Linked DNA regions of Triticum aestivum: region 1 is linked to region 2. Evidence: chromatin contacts called from public Hi-C data. All regions are on one chromosome and are shown on one strand. Each heading gives the region's core, a stretch centred on a gene start, on an enhancer-like site or on the middle of the called end of the contact. The rest is flanking DNA. Distances are from core to core; before and after follow the strand shown. Region 1 holds the start of LOC123111743 (sulfite exporter TauE/SafE family protein 3). Region 2 has its middle 55 kb from the start of LOC123116082.

What was found. Hi-C and Micro-C count contacts between places; a contact is called where the count stands out from the background.
Region 1: a contact with region 2 is called in a Hi-C map of leaf, with 4 times the contacts expected there. The contact joins the promoter of LOC123111743 here to the enhancer-like site in region 2. A contact is called at or near these places in 5 of 5 Hi-C or Micro-C datasets (leaf, root and an unstated tissue) and 1 of 1 datasets of contacts at active chromatin or transcription factors (leaf).

The regions. Positions count from the first base shown.
Region 1 is chr5B:339,021,867-339,027,007 of IWGSC CS RefSeq v2.1, forward strand. It overlaps LOC123111743 (sulfite exporter TauE/SafE family protein 3), which reads left to right and starts at 2,776. Exons shown (of 13, transcript XM_044532593.1): 1 at 2,776-3,050; 2 at 3,168-3,419; 3 at 3,740-3,899; 4 at 4,950-5,141. The coding sequence starts at 3,219.
Region 2 is chr5B:338,881,299-338,886,419 of IWGSC CS RefSeq v2.1, forward strand. No RefSeq gene overlaps it. Among protein-coding and RNA genes, the nearest start is that of LOC123116082, 55 kb to the left of the region's middle. Within about 2 kb of position 2,148, at least 3 of the 8 cell types and tissues checked have an H3K27ac peak or open chromatin away from gene starts, as enhancers often do. A contact at or near this core is called in leaf, where this site is marked.

The DNA of each region.
Region 1 (5,141 bases), core at 1,526-4,025, 140 kb after region 2:
AAATTAGGGTTTACTCCACCGGCCAGCGCTTCTACCACATCGTTGTAAATGAAGTTCTACCATAACAAACACCGTCTTTTCATTGCAAAGTGGTATAGAGAATTGATCCAATATGGATGGAATCATGAATAGTCATTGGTTTAGTTTTTTTATACTAATTAAAACTTGCTATCTATGGAGCAATATGAACAAAAGAAAGAAAGTATTTATCCAGGAAGCCTCCGCCAAGATCCATTTTATTTAAGAGAAAAGTATACTTTTCGTCCCTCAATTTTTGGCGGAGCCTAGATTTGATCCCTCAACTCCAAATACAGACAACTTGCACCCTTAACTACTGAAACCGGGCAAGATTCATCCCTCGTCATTGTTTTGACCGGTTTTGGTGCTGTCCCACCCCGGTTTTAACCGTGCCGACTCGAATTCGCATACTTTTTCCAAGTTTGTTTAACGTTTTCAAATTCGGGTACTTTTATCAAATACGTAATCTTTTAAAATTAGTGTACTTTTTCCAAGTGCACGTACTTTTTTAAATCCACGTACTTTTTCAAAATTCATATTTTTTTTTAAAAATGACGTACTTTCTCATATCCGGTTACATTTTTTTGGAAAGGGTTCATGAATTTGGAAAATTTATGCGAACTTGAGAAAAGTACGTGGATTTGGATTTTTTACGCAAATTAGAAAAAAAATGGATTTGAAAAAAATATTTCAACTTGAAACAAGTACGTGAATTTAAAACAAAGTTCATGGATTGAAAAAGGAAAATGGATTTGACAAAAATACATAAACTTTAAAAAGTACGCGGATTTGAAACAATTATGCGAATTTCAAAAATAGTTCATGGATTTGGAAATAATACACTTGGATTTGATAAAATTACACGAACATGGAAAAAATACGCGGGTTTGAAAAAAGTATGCAAATTTAAGAAAATCACTGATTTGAAAAAAGCAAACAAATTTTAAAATAGTTCAGGGATTTGAAGAAAGTATGTTTACTTTTTAAAATTACGTGACCTTGAAAAAACTACATGAATTTGAAAAGAGTATATGAATTTCAAAAGGTTCACAGATATGAAAAAAATACGCGAACTTGAGTCAGCATGGGTCAAACCCCGGGTAGGTCAGCACCAAAACCGGCCAAAACCGAGACCAAGGACGAACCTTGTCCGGTTTCGATAGTTGGGGGTGTAAGTTGTCCGGTTTCGTAGTTGAGGGACCAAATCTAGATTTCACCAAGAGTTGAGGGACGGAAACCCATATTAAAATTCTATCATATGAATGAATCATAATTTGGAAAAGACGACCAAACAAGTTTGCTTAAAGGCGAGGCGGGCGGTGGAGGAGGAGGAGCGCGCGTGTACAACTCCTATTTCAAATTCTCAATAGCAAGTGGTAGAGCAACCCTTATAAAAAGGTTTCACTTTTCTTACTGTAGCAGTGTGGTACTAAACTTTCCACCAAACTTCCCACAACTTGCCGTACACACATTCATGACCTTTAAAGATTAACCAGATATTATTGTTTTATATGGGCCTAAGCCCATCCATAATCCATCAAACGTGTGGTTGCAGGAGAAAAGAGGCAAAGCTGCAAAAAGTCATACACATATAATCGGCGGATGGCGACCATACGAGCAAAATCACGTACACTCGTGAGAAAAAGCCTTTTGTTCCTTGCGCACGAGGGGTCCAAGCAAGCAAGCGGCGATAGAGCGCTGCTCCCTACGTTACGTACGGCTGGCAGTGGCAGTAGAGTAGAGTGGCGATGCCAAAAAGCAGTGCATTACTTGTGGTTTTGCTTGTTCCGTTATTCAGTTTGTTATAGGACAGCTTGTGCTCACCGATGGCTGGATTGTCGATATCCCTGGCTACCTAAGTTTCCTCGCAAGCCAGCCTTGGATGCATGGCGACAGTAATAACAACAACCAAGCACATGGATTTTCCTAGTAAAAGCGGCAGACAAACTACTATCCAGCCAAAAAGGAAGAGCAAATCAACAGAATAATAAAGAAAACAAAGGAAATGCGCGCCCCACACGAGGCGTTGTTGTTGTTGTTGTTGTTGTTCCATTAGTATGTCTTTGTGGATTTTAACACTCTTGTCCACGTAGAAAATAGTCCAGTAATAATGTTGGCGTCGGTGTCTCCAATGGATTCAGCCAAGGACAAGGAGGTGGTCTAGGTAGGAGCGACGGAAGAATGAAGCTGTCATGTGGACGCGATCTCCTTCTTTACTTTACACGTCTCAGTAGTACTATACCAGTATATATTTCATCTAGATCATGGACATGATAGTAACGTATAGTATAAACCAGCACCAACTTGCGCCTTCATTGTCCACTCCTGTACGAGATGGAAGCTGCACCCTCTGACATTTCATCGTTTCTCATTGGTTTTTCTTTACGAAAGTTTTTTAGTGTTTCTTTTCTAAAACTATCATATAGTTTCTTAGTGTTTCACAGGCCAAGTTCTCCTTTGTTTACCCTGCGAAAGAACTGCACTTTTTACTCGTCCGTGATCCCATCCTAGTCGTACCCGAAAAGAATTACTCCCTCCGTTCGTAAATGCTTGTTAGACGCAATAAATGTATTTAGATGTATTTTAATTTTGAATATCTATTTTATTTATTTCTGTGATAAGTAATTTGCGGACCAAGGAAGTAATCTACAGAACTATACTTCCCGGATCCAGGTTTCCTACACGTGATTCTCACTAAAAAGTGTCAACGGGCCGCTTCGTAATTTCGCCGCTGCGCAGCGGGTATATTGCAAACTGCCTCGCTGTCCCTCTAAATTTGGCCCGAGTTCGTTCGTAGCCTTCCCCCTTCTCACGTGTCTCTTCTCCCTCCCTCTTCGGTCTCCGCCGAATCCCAGCTCCTCCCGTCGCCCTCGCATTGCGTCCGGCTCCGGCGAGTTTCCTCCGCTTCCTTTCCCAATCCGAACCGCCGGAGACCACGGCTTCGACCGTCTTTGTCTTTCCCGCACGTCTGTCTTGTGCACCCGAGAGAGCCATCAGGAATCATCCAGACTAGGAGAGCCGCGGCGGCCTTCGTACGTTTCCGCAATCCCAAGCCGCAAACAAGGCGTTTCAATTCTGTGATTTCTCAGGCTCAGTCTGCCCTCCAGCTCTGATTATCTTCTTCTTTCTTTTGTTGTTGGGAAAAAAAGTAGGGAAGCGGTGCAGGAAGTTGCCTTTCTTGGCTTGGCTGGGTCCGAGGAATGGGGAGGAGGATGCGGCAAGCCATTGCCGTGCTAGGCGTCGCTTGCGCGGCCGCCTTCGCCGTCGCCGCCGCCGACCGTGGGCTCTCGCTGCCCAGCGACCGCGCCGTGGTGGTGGCGCCGGAGGAGATCAGCCTCCTCAACAAGATTGCCAATTTCATGTGGCAGACCGATAGGAACTCGTACCAGCATGTTTGGCCGGTAACACACAAAACAAACCCCAGCTTTCCGAGCATTTCTTTAACCAGCGCGTCTTTTCTACTAGCTTCTACTGTAGTTTGCTTTCAGCTATTTTATTAGCCATGAGATGAACCGCTGCACCTTTTTACCTGCTTGGTTTGTGGGAATTCAGTTTGACCCATGCATGAGGGAACTGAACTTTCTTGATTTAAATTAATTATTATGTAGCTCAAACTCCATACTACGTACATCTTTGTGTGTGATACTTTTTCAGTATATCTCTGTACCTCTTCTTTTTCGGATGTGTGGTGCTAATTTGGTGGATTTTCTGGATGTGGTAGCCAATGGAGTTTGGATGGAAAATGGTGCTGGGGTCGCTGATCGGATTCTTTGGCGCGTCATTTGGGAGCGTTGGAGGTGTTGGTGGTGGCGGGATCTTTGTACCGATGTTGACATTGATCATCGGGTTTGATCCAAAGTCTTCAACTGCCATATCCAAGTGTGAGGATCCAACTCTTTCCTTTGGGATTTTCTTCTTCTGTGCCTGCCTGCTCTGAAAGCAACAGTTCTTGCTGTCCCCAAGCATTCATTTCTCAAGCTTGTTCAGTATGCGGTGCTGTAAAGATTCCTTCATGTGTGCATTAGTTTGCCTGTTTTCTAGGTATCTTGCTTTTTAAGTATGAGGTGCTGTACTGATTAATTCATGTGTGCATTAGTTTACCTCTTTTCGAGGGATCTTGCTTGTCCTGTTACTGTTGGAAAGTTAGGCTGGCAAATTAGTTGGGAATTAGAGTATTTAAGTGTCCCAAAGGGGCAATTAGCGCTATTCTGTTTTGTTTGTGTTAGGTAGGTACCTTGTGATGGTTGCTAATTATATATTCATGTGTATCAGATTACGCCTTTGTGCCTTTGTCTGGCTCACTTACTCAATTATAAGCTAAGTCTATGTTTACTTGTTTCCATGAAAAGAAGTAGGTACAAAGGTGTGACGGCTATACAATAATCAAAGTATTAACATGCAAATCTGAAATATTGAAGTTCAGTGGGCAATGATCCTGCATTAGGGTATAAATGTGTGTTTTATGGAATACATTCTATTCCATTAAACGGTACGACCAGCAATATCGTCTCCATGTACCGAACTGAGCACAAAGTCAGGGTCGACATCCGGCTATTTGGTTTGGAACTCGTGACCTATCCCTGCACCATGTGCCAGCACCGTGTCTACAACCTTATAACAATGCACCTTCATTTCTCAGATATTCTTTCTGATCTGTAATACTAATTATCTGGTTTGCGTCTTTATCGTCAGTATACATCCCTGTTGTTTAGGAATTCATTTACGTTTACACATAATTACCTCTCTCTACTTAGAATTGTTGGTTGACATCATTATACTCCTAGTAGTATAGTACAATTCATAGAAATCTCTGGCTGCTGACTTACTATATGAGTCTTGCAAAAATATGATAGAATAATATATAAGTATTGAGTTGCAAATACAATGTTTGTTCAGCGATTTTAATTGATACTTTGTATTCATTTGGACAGGTATGATCACTGGTGCAGCTGTCTCAACTGTGTACTACAATCTCAAGCTGAAACATCCGACTTTGGACATGCCGGTGATCGACTATGACCTAGCACTGCTCATCCAGCCTATGCTAATGCTCGGGATTAGCATCGGTGTTATTTTCAATGTTATATTCCCTGACTGGCTGGTCACAGTTCTCTTGATAATCC
Region 2 (5,121 bases), core at 898-3,397:
CTGCTGCGTCCGCCGTTGTGCGCCCCGCGACCCATGCCGGCTGCCGCGCCCGTCGCCGCGCCCGCCGTCGCGCGACCCGCGCCGGCCGCCGCACCCGCGCGCCCGCCGCTGCGTCCGCCGTCACGCGCCCGCGCCAGCCGCCGCGCGACCCGCGACCCACGCCGGCTGCCGCGCCCGCCGTCGCACGACCCGCGCCGGCCTACGCGCCCTTCGCTGCGCGCCGCGAGGAGGAGAGGAAGCGGCGGCAGGAAGTGGCGGGGCGGGACGGCGGCGAGGCGGAAGAGCTCGGGGCGGGGCGGAGGAGCTCGGGGCGGGGCGGCGGAGCACGGGGCGGGGCAACGGCGGGGCGGAGCGAGCTCGAGGCGGGGCGGCGGAGGACGGGGCGGGGCAACGGCGAGGCAAAGCGAGCTCAGGGCGGGGCGGCCGAGCACGGGGCAGGGCAACGGCGAGGCGGAGCGAGCTCGGGCGCGAGGCGGCGGCGTGCGCGGGGCGGCACGGCGAGGCGGTGGCGAGCTCGGGGCGGCATGGCGAGCTCGGGGCGAGGCGGCCGCGCGCTGCGACGAGCCGGGGCGGACCGTTTGGGTCCAATAGGCCTTGTGCGCGCTGGGCGCAGCTACCCCATATGCTTGTCCGCCCCCCGGACGCCCGCCCAGTCACTCCCCAAACTGTTCAAAACGGACGTCCGGATGAGGTCGCGCGGTGGAGTTGGCCTAAGTTCATTCCAAACGAAAACCGAAGACCATGCGTGTACCGTAAATACGGCTGCCTAGTTGCTGCCGTGCTGCCCTTTCAATAATGGAGATGCCAGATCCCTGGCCTGTGCTCACTTTTACTACTACGCACTACTACATGATGTGCATGACCCTTTCCAGGAAAGCTGAGATCGGGGTTTGCTTGTTCTGGGGATAAAGGTTCATGATTTTCTGGGTCAACTCGTAAAAGTGTGAAATCCTTGATAGCAACTTTTATGTTTCATTCACTTGAAATTCTCATGTTTCAGACCTCTCTGAGCATCCATCCACTGGTTATCTGATCTGCAGAACGCCATATTGATTGGGCCGACGCGTAGTACGTGGTGCAGCTCGCCAGCATGGAGCTGACTCACTCTTTTGTCCTGCTGCAGGCATCATCTTCTCTGGAGCACTTCTACTGTATGTGGTTACGGTCTGAACAGAGTCTTCTTTTTTCGTGCTTCGAGTGTGCAAAAAATGTCAGATTTGTCAATTCTGGCGGTCTTGTTGCAAAATAAATGCATTTTTGTATTGATGTGAACACTCACGATGGGGTGTGCTCATTGGTACGACAATCTTGTGAATTTAACTGCTCGTACTACACATTGCTCTCCTACACGACGGGGTGTGCTCTTCATGTTCTCTGTGGCTGGATCGGATCTCGCATTCAATGAACTCTGAATTTTCTGCAGAAGGTGTGTAGTAAATGGAGATGGCCGTGAGAAGTGGCTGAGCAACTGAAGACTGACAGACACAGGCACAGGTATAGTATCTTATTTGCCAGAACTGTCTTGATGAGTACTTGCTCCAGGTTCAGGTTCGGTTCTAGCCGGTGGCACTTGCCTTCCTCGCGCCGTCTCACGTGCTTGTGCTTGTAGCATGTGATTTTACCTCTTGCAGATCGGGATCTCGTTGGAATGAAACTCTGCGTCCGGATTCCGGCGATCGAGATTCGCCCCATCTGGGCCGTCCATCTAATTCCCCTAATCGGATGTGCGGAGGCTAGCATGATAAAACTCTGCCGAGTTAATTCCCTTGTCTCTGCAGTTCCGCATGTGATGTAGTACGGGTGATTTGACAGGAACTCACATGGTCCGGCCGCAGAGATCTTGTGATCCTCCTGTCGCTCAGTTCAGTCAGTTGGCTTCACTCCGGCCCTGCCAGTGGTAGTGTGTGGGCGAGAAGCCTCGAATTCTAGAATTTTTTTCAGCTTTCTTCTTTATGGGAATGATTATAAATTCTAGTACGATTGCTATGTTTTTGGCGCTTTGGGTAAATGGTGCTTCCATGAGTATATCTGCTGTTTTGCCAATCAAATCCTTCTTAGCGGTGCTGCGGATCTCGTGTGGATGCAAATGTTGGCCTAGCATGGCAAGGGCCCCCTCGTGTTAGTCCGGTGGTAGTAGGGTCCTGCCTGCAAAATGGGAAGGAACAAGCACAGGCCGGTGACGGTGATGCTGCTGGGTGATGGACAACAAACAGCCTACAGAACTTGACAAAATTGCCGAGCACCACGTGGGAAGGAACAAAGTTTCAGGTGGCCCCACTCCCACGGTGCCTTAGCCGTGCAATCTTGTCCGTGTCTCTAGGAGTCGTCTAGCTGACGATGAGCGGCGAGCGATGGCGCCATGCACATCCAACCGTCCAGGATGCAAGGTGAAGACTTTTACAAGTAGTGTGTGTGTAGGGCTAGAATTTTAACTTGAAATTCGCGAGTTAACGAGTAGCTCGTGGCTCATCTCGACTCGAGTCGAGTCAATTTTAATTTGAGTTCGTTCACATACCGAGTTTAAGGAGCCGAGCTAATGAGTTACCTCCTCCGTATTTAATGATCTAAACGCTCTTATATTTTTTTTATGGAGGAAGTATATGTTTAGCTCATTAAGCTCGTTAATTAGAGGAGGTGTGAGATAAGTACCAACATTTTTGTTGATTGTTGTTATTTATAGTGTATCAAGTGTTCCTGTAGTGTAAATTGTTGATTGTTATGATTTGTGAAGAAAAGTATGTGTCTACAAATATATTTTGTAAATAAATTGCATACATAATACATATATTTTGTTATTCACATCTATAATTAGCTTAACGTGCTAAACAATCTAGCTCACGAGTTATACGAGTCGAGCTGAATTTAAATCTGAGCTCGTTATGTTAATGAGTCGAGTCGAGCTAGTTCCATAAATATATCTTTTCATTGATAGAAGAAGTCAGAATAGTTCAAAATGAGGTACATCGTACGACACATACGCAATGCAAGGATGCGTTGACGATCTACCTAGAACAACGAGACATTGGGTGCCCATCCCAAATTCCCAATACATCACGAGTCTTAATTCTCAGGCCAAATGTTCTTAATCCCAGTGGCGACGGCGCGCACCCAAAGCCTCACGTCATCCTAGGTAGTCTGCACTAGGTCAGCAGCGAAGGGGCGCTGGCCGTTCAATATGCAGCCATTTTGGTGCTTCGAGTGCCACTAGGTTGTGAGCATGATGATGGAGGAGAGTCCATGACGATGCGAGATGGCGGCATGAGAGCAAGTGGAAGTCCACTAGTCCGGGAAGAGTTTCGACCGAAGGGTGTGAGCGTGGATTGACACCATGAAAGAATTGCATGCCATACCTGCCGAGAGAAGGAGCAACCTACAAGAAGATGGTGCATGTCCTCAAGGACCTGATTATAGAGTAAGCAGAAATCATCATGGGGAAGCCCGTGACGGTGAAGCCAGTCTAACAATGGTCCTTCAAGGCCAGCCAAGAGAAGACCTTGACCGCAGTGGGGGAGGGGGGGGTCTTCTAGGAGAGCCGCCAATGAGGGTCGGGGATAGATCCTTAATTAAAATATGGCAATGATGGTGGCAGGTGCCACCCGTGACACCAGACTTTGGTAGAAGTTGTGTGGGTGCATCCTTGTAGTGGTGTGCTTGTGTGCGTCTATGTTGTGCCCTTTTTTTCTTCTTCTAAAAAGGCATCATCATGTTCCACAACCACAATCCGAAACAAAGTTTTCAACGTGTGATGGGAGGTATCATTGTATGGAATTCTATACCGACCATGTTGTGGTTTCGTTGGGTGTTGAGACTTAGTATCAACCGATATTGATCATATTAGCACAATACTCCCACCGCCCCAATAGGTGGCCTATAAAATGAGTCAAAAAGCCAATGCTTTCTAAGTTTGCCGAAGCATGTATAACAAAATATGAAGATAAACAATATCAAATCAATATCAATGTATCCGCCATTAGATATATTTTCACAATTTACTTATATTTGATATTCTGGTTGTTGATTTTTTATCTTCCATATATTTGATCAAACTTAGAAATAATTAACTTCTACCTGAGTGTATACACCATCTATATGGGGATGGAGGGAGTATCGAGCATTTCAGCCGCTCAGAATAGATGAGACACTTTGAGTGAAAATGAATTATGTATAGGAAACAACAAAGGGAAATCCATGTGCCACAAACCAGGTTAAAAGCCAACTAGTTCTCAGAGTGCACAACAATCTTTTTCCAAAGGAGCGGAAGCTCTATATTAATCAAGCATCGTTGTTATAGGAAAACCCTTGAAGGAAAAGAAAAGTACAATCCCTCCATTTGTTAGTCATCCATAGTATCCATCCCGCACAAGCAGATGGACCGCAATTGTGCCGTTGATGGAGTTCCGCATCACCGTCTCGACAAGAAACTAGTATCCATGCAGGTGGCCAAGACAACAATGATCTCTATCGAGAAGTTTTGGCGATGTCGACCCCGAAGGATCCACAACTTCTGAAAGAAGACGACAGTGGGTCGATCAATGATATTTACAGGGGAAACAAAATACCCCATGCCTTGGAGCCACCCGGGTCATTTTGGTGGCAGGCTATCTCCCAATCCGGTGATATTTACCAGGGGACTTCCTCGGTCAATATTGGTGATGGCTCTTTCCCCCTCCTGTTTTGGAAAGACATGTGGCAACCCCAGATTGGAGTTGATGCTTACCTAGAGTCTTTTTCTTCGCGGTGAATGGAGATCTCTACATGCAAAAAATGAGTATGATTGAACTGCAACAAGGCTTACAACTCCCTCTCTCCACCCAAGTGCACGAAGGAATCAGACATATTAAAACCCTAAAGATTCTTCTTTAAAGATGGTATATTTAATCATGCATTCAGTTCGATATGGAAGTCAAAATGAAAAATGAAGCTTAAAGTGTTTTCTTTACTCCTCCTTGTTGATTGACTCAACACTAGAAATATGCTTCATCGTCGGCACTATAATATAGGAAATGACCATACATACCCATTGTGCTCCATTACGGTTGATAAAATAGTGGAACACCTCTTCTTTCGCTGCTCCTTCAGTATTTATTTATGGGATGCCCTTCATATGACTTGGCCCCTAAC